Linked DNA regions of Pan troglodytes: region 1 is linked to region 2. A link is a contact called in public HiChIP or PLAC-seq data. All regions are on one chromosome and are shown on one strand. The core of a region is the stretch at or near the end of the contact, and the rest is flanking DNA. Distances in the headings are between cores, read along the strand shown. Region 1 holds the start of RNASEH2B (ribonuclease H2 subunit B). Region 2 holds the start of TRIM13 (tripartite motif containing 13).

The links. HiChIP or PLAC-seq counts read pairs in DNA pulled down with a chosen protein or histone mark.
Region 1: an H3K4me3 HiChIP or PLAC-seq map of stem cell-derived excitatory neurons shows a contact between it and region 2, with 16 times the contacts expected there. The contact joins the promoter of RNASEH2B here to the promoter of TRIM13 in region 2. A contact is called at or near these places in 2 of 7 Hi-C or Micro-C datasets (induced pluripotent stem cells and stem cell-derived neural progenitor cells) and 1 of 1 datasets of contacts at active chromatin or transcription factors (stem cell-derived excitatory neurons).

What each region holds. Positions count from the first base shown.
Region 1 is chr14:56,503,480-56,510,401 of NHGRI_mPanTro3-v2.0_pri, reverse strand. RNASEH2B (ribonuclease H2 subunit B) reads right to left here and starts at 4,333. Exons shown (of 12, transcript XR_010150741.1): 1 at 3,934-4,333. It overlaps LOC104001840 (a long non-coding RNA gene), which reads left to right and starts at 3,453. Exons shown (of 5, transcript XR_001708730.3): 1 at 3,453-3,591.
Region 2 is chr14:55,588,611-55,595,072 of NHGRI_mPanTro3-v2.0_pri, reverse strand. TRIM13 (tripartite motif containing 13) reads right to left here and starts at 4,850. Exons shown (of 3, transcript NM_001246517.1): 1 at 4,788-4,850; 2 at 3,773-3,869. It overlaps LOC745092, which reads left to right. Exons shown (of 11, transcript XM_063792558.1): 8 at 4,117-4,462.

The DNA of each region.
Region 1 (6,922 bases), core at 3,084-5,583, 920 kb before region 2:
AAAAAAAAAAAAAAAAAATCTTCAAGACTGTAATCAGAAATAACATTAATATAAATTTTCTCCATCATTAAATAAGAAAATTAGTTTTTCCTTTTAAATTTAGTTTATTTTTTAAATCCTTTAATTAGAACATAGTTCTAATGCAGGAATTTATACAATCCTTCCACATCTATTTTTGCATTCCAATTGGAAAGATAGCTCTGGTATAATCATTTGTGATTATCATGATGCCTCACATAAAAAGCTGTTATTGTATTTGAAATGTCTAAGGTAGACAGGGATTCTTATCTCCCAAAAAGCAACCCATCCTCTACCTCCATGAAACTGCTTTCTGTGGAGAAATAAATAATAAGTGCAATCTTTCCTAAAATACTTTTTAACATGTATATTCATGAAATAAAGGGGGATAACTTTATTGCAAAACTTGTCTCTAACTGAAAATTCGAGTTGAGGTGCAGTTTCACCTCAGGACTGTTTAATCAGGGGGCTGATTAAGGAATATTTTAATCAGCCTAAGTGAACCCAAATGAGTTTTGTTTTAACAGGCCTGAAATGATTTTTCTTCTTTTTTTTTTTTTTTCAATACACAATGTTAGGGTTTCCCAATTAACATTTCCTTGGAGATGAACCCAATTAATTGTTCAGCCCCCAACAGCAATAAATGCAGTCTTCTAAACACAATGAATCAGGTGACCTCTCACACCTGGGTACATCCCAACTTAGTAGCATTAACAAGAAAAATGGACTTAAGAAAAACATTAAAAATATGACTCAAACATTTACTTTTAGGGCAGAAAAAGAGGGATGGAAACTTATACTACTTTCCAAAAAGTAAAGATGTTAATGGCCTCTTATAGAAATTAAAACTGCAAACAGGCTAGTATTCCCAGGCCATTTTACAGAAACATTTAAGACCATCCCAAACTAAAAGAAATGCTTGCCTTGCTGAAATGGGAAATGGTTCTGTCTTCACCAGCCTATGAAAACCAACGTCCCAAGTCTGCATATCTCACAGTATCTCTTCCAAGTTCCAGATTTGTTTATCTGAGATAGCCAGCTTCTCCAAACAAACTGAAAACTAGAGGCAAAGATACCTAAATCAAACATTTAAATATGTCCTTCAAGATATAACACAGTGCTGTGGCAGGCAACTCGATGAACAGCATGAATTAAATGTTGGAAAAAAGTATCATTGCAAGGTTAGGCATCTTTACCCTTGTCTCATGGATAAATCCCTTTAAAGTTCTGTTGGCCTGTGGGTTCATGTGCTCACTTTTCAGTACACAAAGTAAGTTCTTCAGATCCCAAGTTTTCTAAAACCGAATACAAGCCGCCTCCGCCAAATACTTTTGAAAAATGTTTAATAATCTTTGTTTTCTTTATTAAGGGCCCAGCTTTACTGGAGTATGGTGCTCCCTCAGCCAGGGGCATATCGTTTCCAACTCCCGAATGGGTAACTAAGCAGGCTGATTTCTCATCTTCTGGAAAAGAAGACAACTACATCTGGGAAGATGAGCCTCACACTCTGCACTTACATGCACTTCCTTGACCATATAAATTCTGGCCCAGCACAAAGAGGGCCAAACATGAGGCTTGTCATTCTTATATCCCAATCTAGTTCCCAAAGTCTTTACTGCAGTGGTTCCTGGGGTGGGGGCAGTGGTTTCCGGACCAGCAGCATCAGTATCTCTTGGGAACTTGTTACCAATGCACATTCTCTGGCCCCAGCCCAGGACCTACTGAACCAGCACCTCTGGGAACTGAGGCCCAGCTCCCCAGGTAAATGATGCCCTCAAGTTTGAGAACTAGTGTTGCACTGCAGTCGCTGTCAAACCTTGTTGTACCCTCAGAGCCTGCAGGTGGCGCTAAAGGCCAGAAGGAAGAATTGCAGGAGCTGGTAGCTCAAGTTTTTAACTGTTAAGAGTTCCTGCCCCCCTGACCACACAGCTCTTTCTAGCAGTCCCAACAGCTGCTCAGCCTCCCCCAATGCCTTAAAAGGTCACAGTAGATCTCAGCTCTGAACAGAAACTCAACTGAAACTCTTCCCACAACCCAGCAGTAGATATATTAAAACCTACAATTTTCAGGGATACAATCAATATTTAATTCTTTTGAGGGTTTTGTGTTTAATACAAGGACACAAACACACGTATAAAATGACGATGTCAATACTGATTAAACAGAACAACAAAATAAGAAGCTCAAATTATCATCAGCTATTGTGTATATCTGAAATAACAATAATGCACTTGATTCTGAAAGAATGATTAGAGTTCCTACTCTGAAAATCTAATTGTCTTGATGTGACGAAGTGAGAAGAAAGGATGATTTTTCTAATGAAAAGCATGTATACGGGTAGCCCTTTGCGAGATTCTGTCAAAACCCTGAATTTTGCATTAGCTGTTTTACCACCCAAACGTTTTTACTGAGGATGTGCAGCAATGGGAACTCTCATACACTGCTTGTGGGAATATAAATCAGTATAACCACTTTGGAAAACCATTTAACATTGTCAACTACAGCTCTACACACAAGTACTAGAACCAGCCATTCCACTCCAGCGTATGCACCCTAGAGATATGAGTGCCCATGTCTACCAAAAGCCGCCTAAAGGAATGCTCTGAGAAGTGTAACTTGTAATAGTTGCAAACTGGAAACAACCCAAATGTCCATCCACAGTAGAGATACACAGTATGGATACTCATACAATTAAACAGAAACAGCAATGAAAAAACTAACCAACCAACCAAACAACTGCTACAACATGAATGAATTTCACAACAAGGATGAATCTTTCAGAGTGAAAGAAGCCAGACACAAAGGGGTACACTCTTATTCAAACAGGCAAAACTAATCTCTGGTGACAGAGGTCAGCATAGAGGTTCCTGGGGCTATCTAGGAACAGGCATGAGGCGTTATTGGAAACAGACTACATCTTGAACTGGGGGATGGTTACTAGGGTGGTGTATACGTATGAAAAGTTCAGTGAGTTGCATACTTAAAATCCGTACACTTTATGTATGTTTTATTTTTAGAGGCAAAAAATATTATTGACAGCCTGTCATGCAAACATTTTCAATAACCATCATAAAACTCTAAATTCCTGGGAAAGAATATTGTTATCAGAGTATATTTACTGCAACAAACACTGCATTTGCTGAGCTAAACTCAAAACTTAATACAGGGAACAGGAGATGTTCCTTTTTTCCAATGTTACATATATAAAAAGACCAAACCTTTCTGGCTTGCACTCCCTAGGCCAAATTCCTTTAGCTGTGTCATTTAATCGGTCCTTCCTTGTGTGGCACTGGCTGTCCACTGTCCCAAGCCCTCGCATGTCCTGGATGGCCGGTCATCATCCACACGGGGGCTGAAAGGCCCGGCTCCAGCACTCCTGTGGTCATCATCCTGCTGAATCACTTTGAACTACCCTTGGCCTAACCGCGACTCCCATCCCGCTTCCCTCCTGCCTCGCCACTGCAGGCCTGTCCCTTTGCTTTCTTAAAACTGCGCACCGTCTGAGGCCACTTCGAGCCTACTGGATCCCTGGTTCCGACCCAGTAGGATCACAGAAGCAGGGCCAGCTGCCAGGTAGGGGACACCAAGGGCAGAAACCTCCGGGGCCCGCAGCGCACCGGTGACCGCGAACCCGCGTGGCTCCCCTCAGGCTGAGTCGGCTTCCACCCTCCCACCCGAGCCACCGGGGATCAGGGCCCGGGAAACACGCTCGGTCCTTTTCGGCGCCTCCGGGTTTGAAAACCGCGGCTTGCTATGACGTGTGACCAAAATGCGGGGCCAGCTGTCCCAGAGAGAATCCCATCCCGCGCCGGGCCGGGTAGTGGGAGCCACCGGGGTGGGGGGCGGCGCGCCCGGGGTCGCGGGCCGCTCCGCCAGTTCTTGGGCCGCCCCTGCCGCCCGGGCGCGCGTGTTTACCTGGAACCAGGAACACGTGCTGCCGGGCGCCAACCCCGTCCCCGCAGTCCACGCCAGCGGCCATGCCGCCCGCCTCTTCCGGGGCGCCGCAGGCTCAGCGCCGCGGGCCTCAGTCTCCCAGCCCCGCCGAAAATGGCGGGAGAGGGGTCTGTTCCGGGTGGCGCGGCGCGCTGAGGGACCGGCAGGGACCGGCAGCGCCCGGGAGGAGGCCCAGGGACCGAGTTTCGTTTCGTTTCCGAGACCAGCCTGCTGCTCGTGTTACGTTTTTAAATTTAGCGCCAGGCGAGGGGCTCTGAATGCCGGCCCGTGGCCGCAGGCAACGGGAAGGGGCCGCGGCCTCTCCCTCGCGGCTCCGCTAGTGGTAGGTGCTCATCGCGCGCCGCAGGGCGCCGAGTGACGCGGAGCGGGGCGGGGTCGCCGGGGCCCCGCGCTCTGTGGCTGCACCCAGCGGCCCTCCATGGTCTAGCCAGCGGGCTAGGATTGGGTCTGCGGGGTGTGTGCCCGGACAACGGGTGACGCCCGCCACACCCCCGGGGCCGGGGGACTCACCTGGAGCTAGTCCGTGTTAAGGACAATAGCAGTCACATCGGAATCCGAATGCAACTCTTAGCCATGGTCCTCAATTATTTGTGAATATATATTGGTCATCAGTTGCATTCTATGTTGCTATTGATGTGAGAATATGTGTGCATTGTGAGCTATAAGGGATGTCCTCAATTTGGACTCCGTCCTCATCACTAAAAGAGGTGCACAGTTTTGGGCTCAGAATATGAATTTGTTGTTTTGGAGAACGCTGTATACTGAGTTAAAAACTTAGACATTTATTTAAAAAGTGATGTTTAAAAAGTTAGAGCCATGAAATTTGGGGATTTAAACTTTTAAAAATAACATTTTAATTGAAAAGTGCTGTTTGGTACATGGTTTTTAAGAAGAAAGTACATATTCCTTTCATACTTTAGAGAAAAGCACGGGCCAGGCGCAGTGGCTCAGGCCTGTAATCCCAGCACTTTGGGAGGCCGAGGCGGGCGGATCGCCTGAGGTCAGGAGCTGGAGACCAGCCTGACCAACAAAGTGAAACTCCGTCTCTACTGCAAATACAAAAATTAGCTGGGTGCGGTGGTGCACATCTGTAATCCCAGCTACTACGGAGGCTGAGGCACAAGAATCACTTGAACCCAGGAGATGGAGGTTGCAGTGAACCGAGATCCCACCACTGCACTCTGGCCTGGGCTACAGAGCTGGACTCTGTCAAAAAAACAAAAACAAAAAAATCCACAAAAACCTATTTTTTTTTTTTTTAAAGAAAAGCATGATGTATCTCTTTTATCCCAGATCCCAGGGGTAACTGTTAACATTTCTTCTCTATTCTTGCAGAATTTTTCCATGCAAAAACAAGTTAATGTCTTATTTTTGCACAATTGAAAGAATAATATACATAACTCATGCACTTTGCTTTTCAAGTTTAATCTTGAAGATAGTTAAATTTAGCAGCACTAAATTTATCTCGGCCCTCTGAAAAGGTTTTTAACTTCAAACCTGTTTCCCATGGGGTGAGACCAATACAGCTGCAGTTGATTGCAGGACACAGCTGGTGGAGAAGAGGCCTTTCTGGCTGAGGAAAGGCGCCTCTTGCCAGTTTTGGGGCAAGGAGCAGCAGATTGGTACTGCTCTGATCTTCCCTCTCCCCGAAAACGACTGTAGAAGATGCTGTGGTGTATAGCACAAATCCCCAGGCACACCATCGTCTTACTAACAGCTACAGGAGCACCCCATTATTCCTGTAGGATGGGATCCAAAACCCCCAGTGAAGGCCTAAAACCGCAAATAGTACCAAACCCTAATATACTGTTTTTTCCTTTGCATGTATATCTGTGATAAAGTTTAATTTGAAAATTAGGCCCAGTAAGAGATGAACAACAATAATAATAAAATAGAACAATTCTCACAGTATGCCAGCATCACTACTCTTGCAGCTACCAAGTGACTCATAAGGAGGGGACCTTCTGCAGTGTGGATCCGCTGGACAAAGGTAGAATTCAGGTCCTTTGCAGGACGAAGCTGGATGGTGCAAGATTTCTTCACACCACTCAGAACACTGTACACTTTAAAACTTACGAATTGTTTCTGGAATTTTTCGTGTAATATTTTTGGACCAAGTTCGACTGGGGGTAACTGACACCTTGGAAAGTGAAACTTCGAATAGGGGGAGCTACTGTACATGAGAAATGTTACCCATGATTCCCTTGCTCAGACATACATACCTGTTTCATTTTTCTCTGATCCTTTCTAGCCCTTGGCTGTATTAATGTATATTTTTGTGGTTGTTGTCACAATTTAGACTGTTTTGTCTGCTTTTCTCACTTAACATTGTCATAAGCATGTGCCCCTTCATATCGAGAAGTATCATTGTTAATGAAGGCATGATATTTAACACAGCTGGTGTACTAGGGTTAGTTATCCATTCCCTAGTGTGCAGTATTTAGGTTATTTCAAACTGTTATTATAAATAATGCTACAATGTGTATTGTATATGGGCTATGTATACAGCAGTTTGACACAGTGATTGGTGTACATATACAAACAGATGCTTTGTATCTAAAGAAAAAAATTTAGATGCAGGAAATTATTTTTAGCAGAATACCATGTAGGTAAATTTAAAAGGCACAAAGAACAACACGATGTAATTTACAAGGATACATGCATATTTAAGGCCATGTCAAGCACATAAAGAAATGGGTGTCTTTACATACATGTGGCCAACAAACATATGAAAAAAGTTCAACATCACTGATCATTAGAGAAATGGAAATCAAAACCACAATGATATACCATCTCATGGCAGTCAAAATGGTGGTTATTAAAAAGTCAAGAAACAACAGATGAGGCCGGGCACGGTGGATCACGCCTGTAATCCCAGCACTTTGGGAGGCCGAGGTGGGCGGATCACCTGAGGTCAGGAGTTCAAGACCAGCCTGACCAACATGGAGAA
Region 2 (6,462 bases), core at 3,601-6,100:
AATAGAGCTAGTACAGAATGTTCACTAGCTTGGAAAGTTCACCTACTCAGAAAGTTCACAAAGGGTTGTCAGACTAAGGTGAAATTCTCAGAAATATAAACCAGGTCACTCATTACCTCGCTAGTTCAGAGCACTAAGAAAAACTTTTTCCTTTTCCTTCATTCTCTTCTCCATACCACAGTTTAGCCTGGACTCTTTCCTGCCTTTTTTTTTTTTTTTTTTTTGGGGGGGGGACAGAGTTTTGCTCTTGTCACCCAGGCTGGAGTGCAATGGTGTGATCTTGGCTCACTGGAACCTCCGCCTCCTGGGTTCAAGTGATTCTCCTGCCTTAGCCTCCCACCAAGTAGCTGGTATTACAGGCACTTGCCACCATGCCCAGCTAATTTTTTGTATTTTTAGTAGAGACAGGGTTTTACCATTTTGGCCAGGCTGGTCTGGAGCTCCTGATCTCAGGTGATCCGCCCACCTCAGCCTCCCAAAGTGCTGTGATTACAGGCCTGAGCCACTGCACCCGGCCAGGTGCTGTTATTCTAGAAGGTATGATAAATAGTTTATAAAAGACACATAAAAGTAAGTTTCAGAGATCTGCTCATGTCTATAGTTAACACCACTGTACTGTACACTTAGAAATTTGTGTAGAGGATAGGTCTCATGTTAAATGTTCTTACCACAATTAAAACCATAAAATATTGACACCATACTGAAACCGAAGTTATCCATGCAACTAGCTTTTGTGTCTTCTTAAATTATAAAATTAATTTGTTTCTATTATAGAAAATTCAGAAAATAGAGAGAAAAAGCCACCCATAATCACATCAGCAAGAAATCACCACTACTATTATTTTGGTGTCTTTATTCCAATCCCATGTGTCCGTGCATGTGCACACATTTTAACAAAACTGGTAGCATAATACAATTTTGTATCCTATCCCCTTATTACATGCCTTTCCCCCATCATTATATGTTCTAGAAAAACATGACAGTCCATGTTGTGGATATGCTTTCTTATTGCTCATTTATGGGTTTGTTCTTGCTGCTGTGTTGTTTTGTTTGTGGGTTGTTGTGTTTTTTTGGTATTGTAACATTTAGGTAAACACCTTATAGAGAAAAGTCTTGCTCCACAGCTCTAATTACTTCCTTAGACAATTCCTTTAAATGTACTTCTGGGTCAAACAGTAAGGACATTTTTAAGGCTGTTGAAAAGATGACTAGGTTTCTCTCTAGAAACGGTTTATATCACTTTATGAACTCTAACCAATGATGTATTAGAGTGGTCCACCTCTCTATGCAGTTCCTAACCTTAAATAAAACCATACTTTTATAGGACTTAGTAAAAAACCAAGAATAAGACACACTTGTTACCATACCTACCCGAGTTTAAAATATAAAAGTTTAAGGCAGTTAACATTAGTCTGCATCTGTGTCTTACCAATATATATGTATAGGCAATAAATGGTAATAAAAGTTATGGGGTAGGAATAGAAATACTGGGCTTAAAAGCATCTTAGAAATCATCTAAACACCTAATTTTAGGAGTCAAAAAAACTAAGACACCCCCAGCACTCAAAAAGTGGAGACTCATCAGTTGTACACAGCAAACTAGGCATCACAGCCTGAGTTTTCTAATTCTTAGACCTTAGCAATATCTAGAAAGGGACTCAAAAACTCAGTATTCTTATTCATAAAATGAAGGAGTTTAATCATAAGCTCTCTAAAATCCCTTCTAAAATTTTGCAGTTTTTACAAACTAGGTTTAACAGGCTCTCTAGTGAAGGGGAAAGCACAGAACCTGCTTTTGAGTACCTGTGTTCAAGCACCAGTTTTATCCTTCATAAAATTAGGATTTTTATATCTGGGAATGGTGCCACACACTTGTAGTCCCAGCTACTCTGAAGGCTGAAGCAGGAGGATCACTTGAGCCCAGTTCAAGACCAGCCTGGGGAACACAGTTGAGAATCCCATCTCTTGGAAAAAAATTTAAAAATGATTTTTATAGTATTTACCTCATAATGAAATGGCTCCATTGCCTGGGGGATACACCCGTGGTTGTCTCGAGCCAAGAAAGAATTCAGGACATGGACACACACGAGGAGTGGGTTTAGGAGCGGAAAATTTAATAGGGAAAGGTTCCTCACGCTGAGAAATGTCACCCAAGAGAGGGTCTCCGGGTTTGGGGTGAAACGCAATCGATTTTGTACAGAGGCTTGAGGAGGCGGTGATTTACATAGGGCCCAGGGGACTGGTTTGACCAGGTGAATCATTTACATAGCCCGTCTAAAGACTGGCCCTCCCACCCTAATTTTTTGTTATGCAAATGTAGCTTCTACCTGGGGCCGCCATGACACCTGCACCCGTGGTTTTACCTAGTGATCGCCAAGACGCCCACATAGGGTGACAAGGAAAAGGGAGCGGCCCAGACGCCCATATAGGGTGACAAGGAAAAGGGAGTGAGAAACCCCATATTGAATGTACCTGGCTTCCAGATACAGCAGGCTACATTTATACATATAAAAGCTTCTAGCTTGCATATTTTTGCTTGCAGCTTGACTTTTCAGGGTTTCTGTTAGAAAATAAATGGTTTAGGGGCTTTTTTTTTTTTTTTTTTTTTTTGGTAGAGTCTGGCTCTGTTGCCCAGTCTAGAGTGCAGTGGCACGATCTTGGCTCACTGCTACCTCTGCGTCCCGGTTCAAGTGGTTCTTCTGCCTCAGCCTCCCGAGTAGCTGGGATTACAGGTGCGCGCACCCCCACGCCCAGCTAATTTTTGTATTGTTAGTAAAGATGGGATTTCACCATATTGGTCAGGCTGGTCTTGAACTCCTGACCTCAAGTGATCCACCCACCTCAGCCTCCCAAAGTCACCGGCCAGGAGCTGCTTTTTATTAAAGGAAAATTCCACCGAGAACTCTTTTACTCTTTCTAGCTGCCTAAAAGTAATTTCTTAACTCCTGTGTGATGTGTGAGAATTCCATAAACTACGAAACTATACAAACATAAGGTTTAATTACATATGTGCAAACTCTACACATTTAAGGTGTTATTTTGGAGCATCAGTGTATCAAGCAAGAAAAGGTTCTAAACTTGAACTGTGATTTCAAAGCAAGGCAAAACAAGTATTACATAAGGTATCAGGTACAAAGCAGTGTCATGAAAATGAGCATATCTGAACAAAAGCTGTGACAGAATTAAGGCCAGATAACCTATCATAAATGTATAGAATGAACAGAACAGCCCGGTTTTAGGAAAGGACTTCCCAGGGAGGTTTAGTAAGCCAGCTGGTAGAAAGGAAAAAAAACGTATTTTTAGGGAGGGATAGGGACGCTCCCATTGTGCAAGAAGGAAGTATAGCCGGTTAACAGCTCCATCAAGTTCTACTAGAAGGAGTGCCTATGTAAATGAAATTCTGCTTTTAAAGTGCCTATTATATAAAGGTCTCTAGAAAACTCAAGCCCTGTTCTACAAGCCCTAGCAGCCTGACAATTCACTAAGCATAGGAGAAGGGAAAAAAAACTAGGAAAAAAGTGTGGAAGCCCCTTTCTTCCTTTGTAATATGAATGTTTGGATATATTTAAGATAAATACCACATAAATAATTGCTAAACGTGAATTCTGTTTTTCTAAGTTTTAACAAAATATGCAAAGAACAAAGACCACCAATGAAAGTGGATGGGAACATACGTATTCTACACACAGTTCCATTTTGGAAGGTTCTAGAGCCTATTGAAATTGGGTGTTTAAAAAAAAAAAGATAACACAGGAAAATTATTGTAGTTTACCTCTGTCTCCTACAAGCTGATGTATTTGGCAGGGTTACTATTTCCCAGGGCAAAGCAGGTCTTTTTTTTCACGTTTTGACTAACGAACTAGAGGCTACTGCAAAGAAAGAAGAAAAAGAACAGTATTAACGCATTTATTTGCACAGCACCCCAATCTTGACCCTCAATTTTTTCAATCGCCCCCACAAATAAAGCCCGGCTGTTTAGACCTGGTGAACCGCCAGGAGCCTGGAGCTCTTTGTATTAAGCAGCTTCTCGGTTAGGGCGCCCTCCCCCGGCGCCATGCAACCAAACGCTGGCGGCGCGCTGTAACCTAAGGCCCACACCCGTCTTTTCTTTTCTAGGGGATGTGGAGACGCTGGTAGCGGGGCCAGGAAGGCTCCGGACGGAGCAGGTTTTCTGGACCACAGACACACTGCCCCGGCGCCCTCCGCAGGCCGCTCCTCCCCAGGCCCATGACAGTGCCCCGCTGGTTTCCGCCGCGCTGCCGGACTGGAGCTCAGACGGCCTTCGCCAGCCCCCCCAACCCACGCAGATCCCTGCTGACCTGGGCAAGTCCCCACCCTCGCTGAAGGTTCGAGGACCACCCCGCTTTCCCGAGGGGAGCCAGGCGGCGGGTACTTATCTCCGACCTCCGGCTAGTGGGAAAGGCCGCGCGACCGCCCGTCCTCCAACTACAGGCACCGCACGGTACGCGCCAAGCACAGCCCCAAAATGGACTCGCGGCTCCGGCTAGCTCCGCCCCCTTCCCTCTCCCGCTTCCCTCTCCCCTCCCCCTTCCCTCCCGTCCCTTCCCCCTCCCCTCCCCCTTCCCTCCCGTCCCTTCCCCCTCCCCTCCCCCTTCCCTCCCGTCCCTTCCCCCTCCCCCTTCCCTCCCGTCCCTTCCCCCTCCCCTCCCCCTCCCTCTCCCCCTCCCTCTCCCCCTCCCTTCCCCGTCGCCCGCCTCCGCCTGCACCTCCGGCCCCGCCTCCCCGTCCCGCTTCGCCTGTGTCCCGCCTCCCCGGCCGCGCCTCGCCTTGGCGGAGGGAGCCGGGTGGTGAGACTGCGTTCCTGCCGGCGTCTCCAACCGCCGCCTGCTCCCGCCGTCCACCCGCGCGGGCCGCCTGGGACGGGGAGGGCCGGGCTGCGGGCTTTTCTCCCTTCCAGAGTTCTGCGCGCGCCCAAAGCCCCCCCGCAGAGGCTGGGCAGCGGCTCCGGGAAGTGGACGCCGTTTGCCCAGACGGTGGGCTCGACTGAAGCGGCGCGGTCCCGGGTGGGGCCGCCCGGGAAGAAAGTCTCCCAGTTAAGCTGCCGTGCAATTAAGATGGTTGGGTTTGGATTGTTGTACTTTTTTTTTTGTTCGTTGCATTTTTAGGAACAAAAAAAAAAGCCCAACCCTTCACACCACTTCATCCGCATCTCAAGACCAGAAGCTGACCCCAGCGGCTCGGGGAAATGGAGCCCCGCACCGCACAAGGGGGAGGGTGGGACTGGCACCTCCGCACTGCGCGGCCTGCGGAGTCACCGATTCGCGTTGGGAGCGCGCCAGGAGCGCCAGGGCTCTAGCCGGGGGCTCCGGGCAAGGCGCAACCAGAAGAGGGTTCAGTATCCCCCATCACCCCCACCCCCAACCGTGACCCTCTTTCTTTGCGGGCTTTAGGCAGGACACCAGAGACCCAATTCTATTTAAAATTCTCTTTTAAGAAAAGGAACGCCTGTTTTTGCCTTTGGGGGGAAAGGATGAACTTTCAAATTGGCTTTAAATTATCCACCACTAACAGTTACTCAGTCGCTAACCTGACTATTCTGACGTCCACCTCCCGTTTGAGGACCTTGCCCAATAGCAAACGTACTAAGCACTTAACCAATGAACGGTGTGAAGGATGCAAACATGGATGATGAAGGAATGGCTCCTCCAAAATGTACGATCTTGGGAGAAGTGAGGCGAGTATAGAATCTCAGAACACGCTGTAGGATTGAGTTCGATCCCAGTTGAGGAAGTTTGGGTTTGGGGAGGAAATCGGTTATTTTGGAGAAATGGTATTCAAGACCTACCATAAATAGCAGTATAGCCCGTTGACTAATAATGCTTAGCCCAACCCCCGTAAAAAGCCCCTGGCCACATCCGTCTCCTGAGATTCCCACTTCTCTGTGTGCATCTCCCTTCCTGCTGTAAGAAACCTAACTTTGCCTTTGTAGAACACTTCTTTTAATTTCTGTCATTCAGTCTCATAACACTGTGTAAAAGAAATTATGATCTTCATCCTATATAGATGAGAAAACAGGTGAAGTGACTTTTCCAAGGTACAAAAACAAGAGGCAGAGCTGAGGCTAAAGGCAGACTCCAGATATGGGCTCTTTCTACAGCACCATAACTGTCAGTGACAAAACTGCACCCCAGTACCTTACTAAATTTAGTGTTTTTAGGCCAGGCACGGTGGCTCACGCCTGTAATCCCAGCACTTTGGGAGGTCGAGGCGGGCAGATCACCTGAGGTCAGGAGTTCCAGACCGGACTGACCAACATGGTGAAACCTGGTCTCTACTAAAAATACAAAAATTAGCCGGTCATGGTGCCGCATGCCTGTAGTCCCAGCTACTTGAGAGGCTGAGGCAGGAGAATAGCTTGAACCCGGGAGATGGAGGTTGCAGTGAGCCGAGATCGTACCACTGCACTCCAGCCTGGGCAACAGAGCAAGACTCCGTCTCAAT